Regions from separate parts of the Gossypium hirsutum genome. Here region 2 is linked to region 1. Evidence: chromatin contacts called from public Hi-C data. All regions are on one chromosome and are shown on one strand. Each heading gives the region's core, a stretch centred on a gene start, on an enhancer-like site or on the middle of the called end of the contact. The rest is flanking DNA. Distances are from core to core; before and after follow the strand shown. Region 1 holds the start of LOC107945236 (copper-transporting ATPase RAN1). Region 2 has its middle 21 kb from the start of LOC107945296.

What was found. Hi-C and Micro-C count contacts between places; a contact is called where the count stands out from the background.
Region 2: a contact with region 1 is called in a Hi-C map of hypocotyl, with 4 times the contacts expected there. The contact joins the enhancer-like site here to the promoter of LOC107945236 in region 1. A contact is called at or near these places in 18 of 34 Hi-C or Micro-C datasets (callus, cotyledon, fibers and 5 more).

The regions. Positions count from the first base shown.
Region 1 is chrD12:7,489,713-7,497,171 of Gossypium_hirsutum_v2.1, reverse strand. LOC107945236 (copper-transporting ATPase RAN1) reads left to right here and starts at 5,971. Exons shown (of 9, transcript XM_041108364.1): 1 at 5,971-6,530. The coding sequence starts at 6,201.
Region 2 is chrD12:7,520,416-7,527,558 of Gossypium_hirsutum_v2.1, reverse strand. No RefSeq gene overlaps it. Among protein-coding and RNA genes, the nearest start is that of LOC107945296, 21 kb to the left of the region's middle. Within about 2 kb of position 1,883, at least 5 of the 9 cell types and tissues checked have an H3K27ac peak or open chromatin away from gene starts, as enhancers often do. A contact at or near this core is called in cotyledon, hypocotyl and leaf, where this site is marked.

The sequences.
Region 1 (7,459 bases), core at 4,722-7,221:
ACATGTAAAACTTTATTTAGATGAGAAACTCAACTTGTAGCAAAAAGATATGCTAAACCAGTATGCACCACAAGAATAGAAGCACCATTACCCATAATTAATCTATTTTTTCTATGTATTCAACCATATTTTCAAATTTGCCAAGTCACTAGTGATATGATGAGTGGTACCAGTTCATCTAAAATGATGAATTTGACCCTAAAGAATCTCCTAGTTGTGTGTGAGGTACATGAGTAAACATGGGACTAGGAACACCACTAATAGGCTAATATTGAGAAGCAGGAGGAAAATGAGTCACTAATGAGTTACAAAACTGGGATTGATTCTAAAGAAAGGGAATAACTGGTTGACAAGTAATAAAAGCACTCTCGATGTGTCTGTTGGAACAAATGAATGCTTAGTTAACAGTCATAGGAGCATTCATAGGTTGTTCATTATTAAACCAGGGAGAAAACCTAGAGAATGTTTGATCAAAATGATAAAAGCACTTCTTGTAACACCCTAAAAATACCTGTTTATGTTTTTTATAATTAATTGACATAAATATCGGTTTGCTTTAGTGGTTAAGTGTTCTGGGTGTGTGTAAGAGGTTCCAAGTTCAAGCCTTGACTTAGGAAAATTTTGAAATTTTTAATGATTGAAGCATTAGCCTTGCTTAAAAGGTTTAAGTGGAGTTGTTTGTAAAATAGTGTCAGAATGGGCCTGCTGGTCTGGTGGATAAGTGAAGTGTTAGTGTGAGGGTGGTCTTGTGTTTGAGTCTGTACTTGGGCATTATTTTTGCTGCTAATGTTGTGTGGGTGTTTGAGATGGACTGGAATACTGAAGTAGTTGAAACGGATATGGTTTATTAGGAGCAAAATAGGGAATTTAGGAGTTACCCAGTTATTTTTTCTTCTCTCATGCTAAAATTCTCTGCTGTTTTCCTCTCTATTTTTCCTTTGTTGTCAAATTTTGCCCTCCTTATTGCTGAATCCACCTTTTTCCTTCCTTTCTCTTTTCAACTTTGTTTTCAATTCGTCATATTGTGCAACATAGAGTCACACTCGTTCGGTAAGTGATATTGGTGCTTTAAAATTTTGGTTTTTAAGTTATTAATTGGGGAACCTTTATTTAACTGTGTTGATAGCCAAAAATCTAGTGTGAGGGGTTGTGCTAGTGTCGAGTTATAGAAGGAAGTGTCCGTAGTTCGTAAGGTAAGGGTTTTTCCGCTTGGAAGATGACTTTTCCGTTTTGGGGTTAAGTTTAATTCGATCATTTAAGTGACTAATTGAGTGAAATGTTGGTCAATAATAGGTTCTAGAGTGCTCGTGGTGGCTTTAGCTTCGAATCGAAACTAAGTGTGTACTTGAAACACAAAAATAAGGGATTCGACGAAAAGTCAAAATTGCTTGCTGTTTGGACAGCAGCAGTAGGCTAAATTTGAAAAATCACCATAAATTAGGGAAATTTAATTAGAGGATGAAAAGATATAATATTAAAGCTTATTGAGTCTAGTTTCTCATAGAAGAAACGATGTAAGTAATGAAATTGTAAATCGTGAGTTATAATAAACTTAGTGAGATAAGGTCAGAATGAATTCGGGTTCCCATGTTCTGGCTTTGGAAAATTATCAAAATTTGGAGAAAAATAATTAGGGGTTAAAATTTACATGTTTAAACTATTAATGAGTCTATTTTCAATAGAAACAAATGGAAACGTCATCCAAATTTTGTACTAAGAGAAAACTAATTTTTAGTAAAGAAGAGTCGAAGCTGTCAGACAGCAGAATAGGGGTAAGTTTAAATTTTTTTTTGTACTTATTGGATAAACCAAAACTTCTGGAAATTTTATGGTAGAAAGGTACTTAAGTCTAGTGGACAACTTAAGATACAAATAATTTAGTAATAGTGACTCAAGTGGACAACTTTGAAGGATCATATAAGTAAATAGTGGAAACACATGAACAATTAACTAGCACGGGTCACATTAAAATGGATCACGAGGCCCATTTTCACTATTTTATTGCTAAGGTTGCACGGGTCACCTGAGTCGATTGTGGACCTACTGTAGGGTCAGTAAGCTTACCTAGACCCTTAATTGACTGAAATGACTGTATGACTGATATGATTAAGCATGATGATGTCCCATTGATTTGATACTGTATGTCTTGTTTACATGCATGATATTATGTTATAGCATGTCATATTTGTATATTGCATTGCATTGGGTTGGGGATTATAATGTTCGGAGGAAGTATACTGAAAGGCCTCGAGCCTAATTTACTGGTAGCTCAGCTGCAAACTACTATCTAGTGCTGCATTCGATACTACTTGGAGTGTAGGGATGGTGGGTTGATTATATCCCCACATGGAGTGTAGGGTTGGACGAAGCTGGTGTGTAGAGGCTGGATGGGTAGGATTTTTGTGACTGCATATATGTTACTGTTACTGATAATGTGATGGGCTAAAGCCTTACTGCATGACTGTTTTTGTACTGAGATGGGCTAAGGCCCAAACTAGACTGATACTGATACTGAAAAAGGCTTAAGCCCAGATTGTGATTATCTATTTACTGTCTGTTCATTTGTATGGGGATTACACACTAAGTTTACGTAAACTCACACATTCTGTTTAATCTGTACAGGTAATCCCTAAATATAGGCAGATTGGTGCGACAGAGGACTCAGTGGTGGCCACACGACTTCTTTTACACTATTTATTACCTATTTATGATTTTACTTCTTTTACACGAATTTTGGTTTAAATTTGGATTTTCTACGATTTTATGATTTAAATCTGCTACTGTTAGGTAAAACTCAAGTTTTCAAATAAAATTAATATTTTATCAAAAATACCACGAATACGCAAACTGTTTAAAAGCTTCCGCAATAAAAAAATGTTTTGAAATTGAATAACGATTTGTAAATGAATAATGTGTTGAAAACGAACGACACGATTTGAAATTAACATAAGATAATGAAAAAAATGGTTAAATAGAAAAAGGGGATTTAGCGACAACATATTTTTTCGAAAAGCACTACTATGTGAAATCGTCAAATTCGACCATAACGTCTAGATTGGGTTTAAGGTGTTTCACTTCTGGTTGACACTGTGGCCTATTATTGTACTGGAAACGACTTTCTCTTCCTTTATAACTTCTACCACGTCTATAACCATACCCCCTTTATAACCACATCTGTTACTTTATTGATAACGACCACCTTGATAATTGCTTTGCTCATTCTATTGATAACCGTTCCAATTATTATACTAAAAACCACATCCATTCTTCTAACTTCCAAAATCTTGTTGCACCTTATTATGACCTCTACTAGTATCATTGGCTTGTTATTTTGCTGTTGAACAAGATTTGCTTGCATAGGCATGGTGGAAATGAAATCCATTTGCCTTGTTTCATAATCAACCAACATCTCAGTGAGTAAATCCAAATATATTGCTGTGGCTGAAGCAACTACTCTAACCAACTCATACTCTGTAGTGAGACTTGTAAGTGCTCTTGCTTAGTAACGACACTTTCTGTAGCATTCAAAGTGTTACACAAACCTTTAATCTTGGTCAAATACTCTTTAATTGTCAAATAACCTTTTTTTCGTGAATGTGAAGTGTGTCTCGAGTTCGAGATCTTTATGCTTGATTAAGTAGGACATCTACGAACAATGGTTGACCAAACCTTTAGACTTGTATTTGCACTAGTAAGATAAGGAAGAATCTCATTCGAAATTGTTGACAAAATCCAAGAAACTAAAAGTTTATCTTGTTATTTGTACATAAGAAACATGGGATTGCCAACCAATTTACCATCACTCCCAAGTATGAACTTTGCTGGAATAGATAGAGTTCCCAAAATGTAACCCGTCATTCCATACCCTTTAGGAATCAAATTTATTTGATGCTTCCAAAAAATAAAATTACTCTCATTTAATTGAATAGTTTCATGGATAGAGTTCCCAAAATGTAACCCGTCATTCCATACCCTTCAGGAATCAAATTTATTTGATGCTTCCAAAAAAATAAAATTACTCTCATTTAATTGAACAGTTTCATGGCGAGGGAACAATTTTACCTTTGAGGGAAACACAAAAGAATATCACATTCCCAATTACTTTTTGAACACCATCTAAATTACATAGTTTTGTCTCACTATTTGAAGAAGTCTCAACCTTTGAATTCACCATGATGAAAGAATAATCAAGAACAACAAACCACATTAGATCAACAATGAACATCACTCAAACTCACTCAATTTTAGCTAGACTGGTACCATGTTCGAAATCTCACTCTGCCAAACAAAGAACTAAACTATGAACAACATAAAAGATAACCAGAGAACAAAATATGGTCTACTTTTTTTGTTGATAAGACTAATAAACTTATAATGATGAGACTAATTTTGATATTTATACAAAAAGTTTAGGAGCTACAAAGACTAGTCAATGCTGATAAAAAATCCTACATTAACTTTCTCTGCAGCTAACTGATAGTAACAAATAGAAATACAAAATGTTAGAATTAAGTGACCGAATCCTTATTTAAATAAAATACAGTGGTAAAATAAAATAAAATAAAAATAAAATCCCTATAGAACTATACTTATTTTATTTTATTTTAGAATAAGGTTTTTTAAACGTTATTAAACTACATCTGTTTGATATTGATTAGAATAAGGTGTTTCAATCTTACTACACTCCTATTAGAATATGGTTTTACAAGCCTATAAATAGATATAATCTACTCCTCTTGTAATTATTCGAATTCGACATAGTGAATTATCTTTTTCTTTGCCTGTAGTTTTTTTTCGAAAGAGTTTCCACGTAAAATTTGTGTGTTCTTTACTTTTTTTTCTTTTTTTCCTTGCGATACATTATTATTACCGATATTTTATTTTTACACAACAACTACAAGAAATTGAAATACAATTTACCGAAGCTAATACAACACATGCTAATATATTATTCTAATATATTTTAGAGGGGAAAAATAAAAAAAAATGTTAACGATTGAAAGATGTTGCTTAAATTTCAAACCAAACCCAGTTTGTTTAGTACGAAGTACGAACCAATACAAACAACATATAACTTGATTGATGCCAGATTATTTCCTTCTTCCTCACAATCAACGATAATTTGCTTTATGGCAAAAACAGGTATTTATTAGTTTCATTCCATCTCTTAAATCTATTAATAGATTAAGTTAAATCTTAATTAAAATATTTTAAATTAAATCTGATTCAATTTAATAAATAAGAATATTACAAATTGGAATAACATTTAAAAGTTGGTAAAATAATAATTTTAGTCCTCAATTTTTACATTTTTTAAAAAATTGATCCTTATTATTATTTTAAATTAAATTTGACCATTATTCTTCTCTTGAAAGTCAATTTTTGTAAAAACATAAATGTTGATACATGAATCACACATGAATTACCATGCAGATTAACATATTTTAAAAAATACTAACATTTTAATCTACATTTTCATAAAAAAGAAGCAAATAAATTATTTTTTGAAAGAATAATGGTTAAGGTTGACTCCTATATAGAGGGTTGAAGTTGAAATTTAGCTAAAAAAGAATAAAGGATGAAATTGATAAAATATAAATAATAAGTGAAAATTCATAAATCCCTGTCTAAGAAAAGCTGAAACAAAATAAGGATTATGGATAGATGTCTGTAGAAAATTGTTGTAAGAAACGGAAAACGAAGAAAAAGGGGGAAATTTGTTGATGTTATAACCAAATGAAGGTTGGTTCTATCATTAAAATAGTAGGATCAAGTTAGGGAGTTAATTTGATTGGTGAAAACTGAAATAGAAATAGATTAGGTGAAGCAGCCTTGACCTGCCCTGCCCTGCCCTGGCAATGACAGGGCCCCACAACCTGTTGTGTAGTACAACTCTAACAGTGTTCGAAAGTACAAAGCGGTCTAACGGTAATTCCATATATATTGCAAGGGCAATTTGGTAGTTTGGTGGAGCCAGGCAAGCCAACCCAAAGTTTCTAGTTGAAAAATTGCTGTCTCCACCGTCTCCCTCGGAAATCTCTCCCAACACATTTTCTCTCCAGTATATCTTTTTTTCTTTCTTTCTATAAATACATAAACAAATCTCCTTTTCTTTCCCTCTGATTTGTTCTCTGCGTCTCTGCCTTTTCCTCTTTCCTCAAATTTTCACCTCTTTTCATTTTCTTTCTTTCTGTACCCTAATGTCGCCGGGCTCGAGGGACCTGCAACTCACGTCGCAGGCGGCCGGCGTCTGGAGATCCACGTATCCCTCGTCGGTACGCGCTGTTGATCCCGACGACATGGAGGAAGGTACTCGACTCTTAGATTCATACGAAACAGGAGATTATAAGTTGGAAAGTATTGAAGAAGGTAGTATGCGGAGAATTCAGGTCACTGTAACGGGGATGACTTGTGCCGCCTGCTCCAATTCCGTTGAGGCTGCTTTGAAGAACATCAATGGGGTTTTAAGAGCATCCGTGGCTTTGTTGCAGAACCGTGCTGATGTTGTTTTTGATCCTACTTTGGTTAAGGTTACTGCTCTTTCTTCCTTGATCATTATTTTCAAACAGAATTACGCTTGTCGAGTTTGCTTCATTAGATAATTTTAGCTTCGTTTCTTTTTTTTCCGTGTTTGACTTTGTGGTTTTGGTCTTGGATTTGTTTAATTACTGAAGATTGGCTTAATTAATGTTGGTTGAGGTCCACAAGCTACTCTCTTCATTTATTTGCTTAAGTTGATTTTAATGCGTGATTTTTTTCCCACACTTTTGCTAAAGTATAGTACTGTTTACAATTTGTCTTGGAACTTTTCCGCATTTTAGATTTCATAAGCTATATTGACTATTATGCCTCTAAATATTGCATTTGAAATCTGATTTTTCACGGTGTCTTATCTGTAAATGTGGCTAGTTCTGTATAAGAATGATCATGAATATGACTTTTAGTCAATGTTTCGTCATGGTTTCTACCATTTGCATTGTGTAATTAGTGTCTCAAGTTTACAGGACCCAAAAACACCTTTTTGATGATTGCTGATGTTTAGTCCCTCTCACTCTAAACAAACACACAAGGCATCACATGTTTTGCTGCATCTATGGTATTTGCTTTTCTTCCGGTGTTGTAATCGTGGAGAAAAAGTTTTGCGTCAGTCTATGGGTATTTTATTTTTAAATACATGGAGGAGGAGGAGATTTGTTCTATTGCTTCACCGATTTTCTGTCATGAGGTACATATTTGGCTGAAATGCAACATTTCAATAGCTGCCGTCCCCCCCCCCCGTTGGTCTATACAACACAGATTAAGTATTCTTTTTCTCCTTGGGTGTGATGTCTGGGGTTCTACCACAGTCCTTATGCCTGGTACTCGAAACTCCTCGTCTTGGGTTCAGTTCATGTGCTTGAGTCAAATGTATGTACTTTGAAAATGGAGCTTTTGTGAACCAAGTGTTCTCTAACACTTC
Region 2 (7,143 bases), core at 634-3,133, 34 kb before region 1:
TTGTTGGTATAACTAATTTGTTCAAAGACGTTGCACCAACCCCATGGATACCCTCCTTTCCTTCATTTCTTTAACTTCCATCTCACTGCTCACTTCTCTTCCTCTTTCAACAGATTAACCATTCTTTTTTATCATTTGAAGACTGCATGGCCCGCTTTACACTCTGCTATGCCTAAAATAGGTTGTCACAACCTCAATTATTAACACCTTTTATTAGGGTAGCTTCAGTTCATTTTACAAATAGACTTGCTTTATTTTCACTCAAATCCACCTTCAATTAAGCTCACGTCCTTTGACAAGGTTAATGGCCATAATAGATTGCTCTTCCTTTTATGACATGCTTCGTTTCAATTTTGATCCTACTAATACATTTAAATTTGAAATTTAATATCTATATTTTATTTTTGACATAACTTCATAATACTTTATTTTGTTTCACTGTACACAACTTTTTACTTTTCTTTTTGAGATTATACGTAACAATGGCCAAATTTCAGTTTTGATCATTAAACTATTCTTAAATTTAAAATTTAGTCTTTATACTTTAAATTTTGAGGAATTTAAATTTTAAACTGTACTTTAAATTTGGTCAAAATTTGTATTTTTATTTTCAAGAATTTAGTTCTTCTATATTTTAGATTTCGAAATTTAAATTCAACTGTTAATATTGTTAAATTCAGGATAATTACAATGTCATTTTTAATTATATGGCACCAAGTGATTATTATTTTTTCTAGTTCAAATGTCATACTAATAAATTGACAAAAAAAAAGTTCAACAATGTTAATAGCTAAACTTGAATTTTAAAATCTAAAAAGTGGGAGACTAAATTGTTGGAAATAAAAGCACGAATATTAAATTCCAAATTTTCAAAAAGCATAGAAACTTATAGAATTAATTTTTTAATATAATATAATTTAAATTATTCTTTTTGTTAAATAAAATACATAAAAAAAAAAGATAACAGTTGAAATGTAAGTGAAGATATGAATTGAAATTACGTGGCAAAATTTAATGAAAGGGGCAGACGAATTCTATCCCCACTTCCTAATTAAGATAATCCAGGGGAGTGGTGGGGCGGGGAAACAAGATGGTGTGGAACTGGATGCCATGCCATGCAACCCCATGGAGGATCTCCATTATTTTTTATGTTGCCTTTGTTTCTGCTTTTGACCACTCCATATAAAAGTTGTACATGATTGTTGTCTTTCATTCTTAGTGGAAGTAAGCTCATCTTTCCAACAATCTTTATGCTACAAATTACAAAATAAATCAATCAAAGTCTGGAAATTGGAAAATTTTAATGTCCAAAAAGTAAAAGATATCTATTCCCGCACGTAGGTTCAAACTTCATTGTTATTGCAAACTGACAAGATTTTGATTTAAGAAAACAACGATTGAAAAGCTTTATTAATGGTTTAATCTGATTACTGTATAATAAGTTGTCTCAAACTAGGAAAACTCTCCTCCACTTATTGTCATATATATATATCAACCCAATAAACCTATAACTTAACTATATACGATAATAAAGACACTATCAGGGACAACCTCCTTTTTAAAGGATTATAGAATAATAAAGCATATATAGTAGCAATTTAAGTGGCTTTGCTTGCATATATAATAGATTGTGTTTTCTTTTTAAAGATTAATAGAGAAAAAAAATAAAGGGTAGATGAATTTTCAACACCTGTATGACTTGTCTCTTCAACACCTATAGGGCATGCACGTGACGGGTGTCGCCGCGAGGTCTTCCGCCGAATATAAAGATGGATTTGGCGAGGTGAAGATGCAGAACACAGTAAATATGGAAGTTGTTGTTTTTTCCAGTTTAGAAGAAAAGAAAAGTGGTCCCATGGTAGCATAAGCGGAGCAGGGTCATAGAAAGAATATATTATTCAGTTCAGATTCAGAACAAAGGGATTGACCTCACCTGCTCTTTGGGACTTTTCCAAATTACGCAACTGCCGCTCGTCATTAACACGTTGGATATTATGAAATAAATTAATCTGAAAAATTCCACAGCTGCGGCTGCTCCACCTAATTAACTACAAACAATAATAGTGACATGGGAGGTTTAAGGATCCCTAGAGATCAACGCATAACATGAGAAAAGCACGGAATTATTTGGGTGGTATACTATTTGTTTTTCAATAATTTAATATCATATTAATAATTTTGTTTTGAATTTCAAGATTTTTATTTATATTTAATTTTTAAAATAAAAATATGGATGTGATATTAAACTATTAAAAAATAGATACAGATGACATAATATCACTATTTTATACAATCTTTTTTCTTGTTTCATTATTATTTATTGAATAATTAATAATGTTTTTTTTTTCAATAAAGAAACACAATTTTTTTCTTTTAAATTTGCATTTGCAATTTACATATGTGGTTGTGAATTTGATTTGGGATTTTTATGCTTTGCCGAATGGGTCATATGGTCAAAACAAACAACGTTTGAAATATGTACATTATTTACTCTAGGATTTTAAGTTGATATAGTTCTGTCCAAGTTTGACAAAACCTTAAAATATGCTTCCACCCTTTATTTTATTCTTCTATTTAAAATTTAATTTTTTAAAAAAAAATTTATTTGTACATATATTCATTTGCTTTTTTAAATTTAATAATTTAAGTCCAATTATTTATATTATTAAAATTACTATGTATAGCAATATTTTGAAATAAAAAAATATTCATTTAATAATTATATAATAAAAATAGTGTTTCAATAAATCTGAATTTAATAGATAAATTTTATGATGCTAATCATGGTGCTTGCTTTTTTTTAAATACAAAAAATAAAATATTTAAAATCTTGAAAATAAAAATTTAAAAATTCCAAATATTCGCATATTTTAATCTTAACAAAATTATGAAAAATTACTTTCATCTAGCTCTTCCTAACCCAATTTCACTCAAGCTTTAGAATGACTCTAATTATATATTAAACTAATTATTATTTTTTAACTTAAAGTTTATGGATCATAATGGATACACCCTGTTATCCCCAAACATTTTACTTTTTTTAGGATAAATTGTATCAAATCACTCTAAAATAGCATCGTTTCTATTTTAGTCATTCTAATTTCTTTTTGTCAATTTAGTTACTTTGATTTAAATAGTTACTCGAATTAGTCACCGCCATTAAAAATTTCGTTAATCCACTAACGGATTGTTGATGTTGCATTTTTTTATCTTTTGACTAAAATTAAAGACCTTTCTATAATTAGTTCAAAACGCTTTTTTTTTTTGGTTATTTACAACATAAAAACCACCAATCATCATCATCCATCACCCAACACCCACCATAAGAATAACCAATTCTATCCACAAAGGAAGATAAGTGAGGGGGAGGAAATGTACTGCAATGGAGATCTCCTCGGTCGGGTTTTCTCAAGTTCAATGTTAAAGGAAGAAAAGTAAGGAGCGATTGAGATGGGGCTGGTAGTGGGTGTTGGGTAGTGATGAGGATTAGTGGTTCTTATGTCGCAAATAAACAAAAAATAAGTGTTTTGAACTAATTATAGAGATGTCTCTAACTTTAATTAAAAGTAAAAAAAAAACAAAATTTACCATGTGACCAATGTATTAGTAGTTTAATGAAATTTCAATTTTTTATTTTTAATGAAATTTCAATTTTTTATTTTTAATAAAATTTCAAATTTTGATAAAATTGCCAATGGTGGTTATAATTTTTCAAATTTTGATTTTTTTTACTAATGGTTTTTTAGATTTTTAATGGTTGATTTTAATTTTTTTAATTTGTGCTTATGATTTTTATCAGTTTTTTTAATTTTTAATTATTGATTTAAGCATTTTCAAATTTTATTTATTTTTGGTTTTTTTATGGAATTATAATTATTATAATTATTTTTTGTTTTGTTCAAATTTTATCAATTTCAACATTTCCCCTCCATAATTTTAATTATTTTAATTAAAATTAAATTAAATTAGAGATGATATCGTATGTGATTGAATGTAGAATAATATTTGTATGTCTTTAAAAATTGATGATGCAACATTATTTTATTGGTGCCTAAAACCTATATATTGTAGGATTATCCTAATAATTATTCCCTATTAGTAATTCAAATAGTATCTTTTAGAGCAACAAAAATGGTTTAATTATTAATAACGAACAACAAAAATGGTTTAATTATTAATTGGATTTTCCTTTTTTTTAAGACAATTTTTTTTAGACATGGATCACTTTCATTAATACATTAAGATAAGAACTCGATTACGCTTCAGTGTTGTATTTTGCTCGAAATTTCACTCTGTCAAACAAAAAATCTAAACTAAGCTACAGAAAAAAAAGGATATAAAACAAAATAGGGTCTACTTTTTTTTTTGATTAAAGAATCTAATAATCTTATAATGATAAGATCGAGCCTGGTATTTATACAAAGAGATTAGAGGTTGCAAATAATAGTCAATGCTAACAAGATTCCTACATTGATTTTCTTTGCAATTGGCTAACAAAAAAATAATAGTAATACAATAGCTTAGTAACTAACTACCTGACTAACGGAAGAAACTAAAATACAGTTTACCTAAGCTAATATGACAAGTGCTAATATATTTTTTTGATATCATCTCTCCAAACTTGTTTTCAACCTATAATTTGCTTTGAAATTTGCAGAAAAATAACCTAGACAAGGGTTTTGTAAACATATCTACTATTTGGTCTTAATTAGGTACTTGACCAACAACCAAATTCCCAGCTGTTGCCTTTTCTTGAATGTAAATCAAGTCTAATTCAACATGTTTAAATTTGAAGTGTAACACAAGATTGGTTGTAACAGATGCTGCTATTAAGTTATCACACCAAAGTTAAGATTTATCAGCAAGTGATATGTGTAGCTCACCAAGCAAAGATTAGAGCCATATAATCTGTCACACCCAATTTTGTGAAAGGTTAAGATTTTGACCTTAGTTCTGTTACTTTAGAACCAAATGTTTCTTTTAGTAGGAAGCATTATGATTAAAGGAATTAAATAGTACTGACTAACTTGGCGTAAGTTGAACAGAAGTGAAAAGATTATATAATAGAGAGATGCCATTCTCAATTGGGGGGATTCTTTCATTCTGGTATTCATTTTTTTTCTTACATCTTTTTCTCTGGTTTATTCTGTAAGAAAGGAAATTAAGGAGCAGTTTGCATGAATGGAAGAAACTAAGGTGTTAACCTAAATAATTGAGAATTTAGCAATCTCGTAATATTTCTAACTCTTCCGTACCTTTTGATTAAAGAAAAAGAAAGGAAAATAAGAGGATTTCAGCATAATTTATTTTGAACTGTGATAATTTAAGTCATTGTTAGCATTTAAAACTTCTCTGCATGCATATGAATTAAGATTTTCTTACATATTTATGTATTCATTTTGATCTTTATATGGTTGTTATGCTTAGCTAACCAAGAAGGAGAAGGCCCAAGTGATAAAAGGGAAGGCTAAGCAAGTGTAAGTTGTGTCAACCCCAAGAATTTTGTTGGTGAGTTTCCGAATTCAAATCCTTAGTGCTTGTCTGATGTATATCAATACTGTGTTGTTTTGGTATGTTTGACTTCATGTTTAGCTGATGATAAGGAGTTGAATTATTGTGGGATGGTTTTCGTACTGTTGAAGCATGCAAAGTGTTTATCTATAGATGCATGTTTGGTTGTATGCATAAGTTTGTTGTTTTAATGAATTGTTACTGGTAAAGTAATTATTGAAGAGATTATCATTGAAATGGTCTGATAAGGGATATGTTTGGTATACTCAGTGTTGTGTTATTAACAATATGTTTAGTTGAATGCTTGTTATATGTCAGCCATGAAAATGAATGATATGCGGAGTGTGGAGGTATGTAATGGCGGATGGAAGGTGAAGAAATGTCATGTTATGCACTTTGTGCCACATGTTATTGGTTTTGAGGAGGTTCGTATAACATCCCTCATCCATTTCTGATATCGAATTAGGTTTAGAAGATGCTACAGTAAATAACAGAATATGAGCAAGCAGTTTCAATTCATAAATTTTTTAAAACAATCATTCAATCATTTAGTTAAACCATGTTATATGTGCAAGATCGAGCTTACAAAAGCTTTAAAATAAATTTTGAAACAAATAGGAACTAATTTAAAACATTTCAAAAAAGATTGGGGAAAACTACAAAACAAGGTCACATGACCATGTTAAGTAAGGTTTTATGGTTGTGTAACAAATTAAGGTCGTGTGGACCTAAATGTAAAATCTTACAAACATTCACTTGGTCGCGTCACCAGACCGTGTAACAAACTGTGACCGTGTTTAACCAAAAACACCCTGATAATACAGAGCACACGACTATGTCACTTGCCTAGGTGTGACACACAGTTGGTTGTAAGTCCGTATATGCCAAATTAAAGCCTTGACATACAAGCTACCAAACCAACAACTTACATATGACATAAATATTCACTTTCTAGATCTTTTAACCTATTTAAATTGCATCAAAAGCATGCCAATAATGTACCATTTACCTAATTCTAACCAATATGCCCCAAGGCACCTCAATCACATTTAAACACAAGTGAAACATCTCAAATTATCTAAACATTTAGTACTAAATGTTCATTCCGTCTAATACCAATCATACATCAACACTCATTCTATTCCCTAAGTTCATCAATTAGGCACTTAACCATTCACAAACGCAAACATTTATCAAAGCTTATAACAAACCATATAGCCATTTTAGCCATTTTATAAATTTACACATTGTGTATTTTATACCAATTCTATTGAAAATTTTCCATCATTCAAAATGATTCAACCATTTAGCAAGACTTATAAACATACCACATCATGATCAAACTCAAGCATTGGGCACAAATATCATAATCATTATCATCCAAGATGACAATATACATATCAAGCCTATATACATTCCAAAATATCATATACCTCTTTTTCAAACCAACTAATCCATATCATGACATCATATTACCTATATAATTGCATACTCAAAATGTAATTTCAAATACCAAATACACAATTCAAACCATCTACTAATGCATATATTTTCAACAAGTATATTCATTGTCATAATCACACCAACAAGGATTTCAAACCATATCAATAAGCAAGTAAATCGAAATAACTC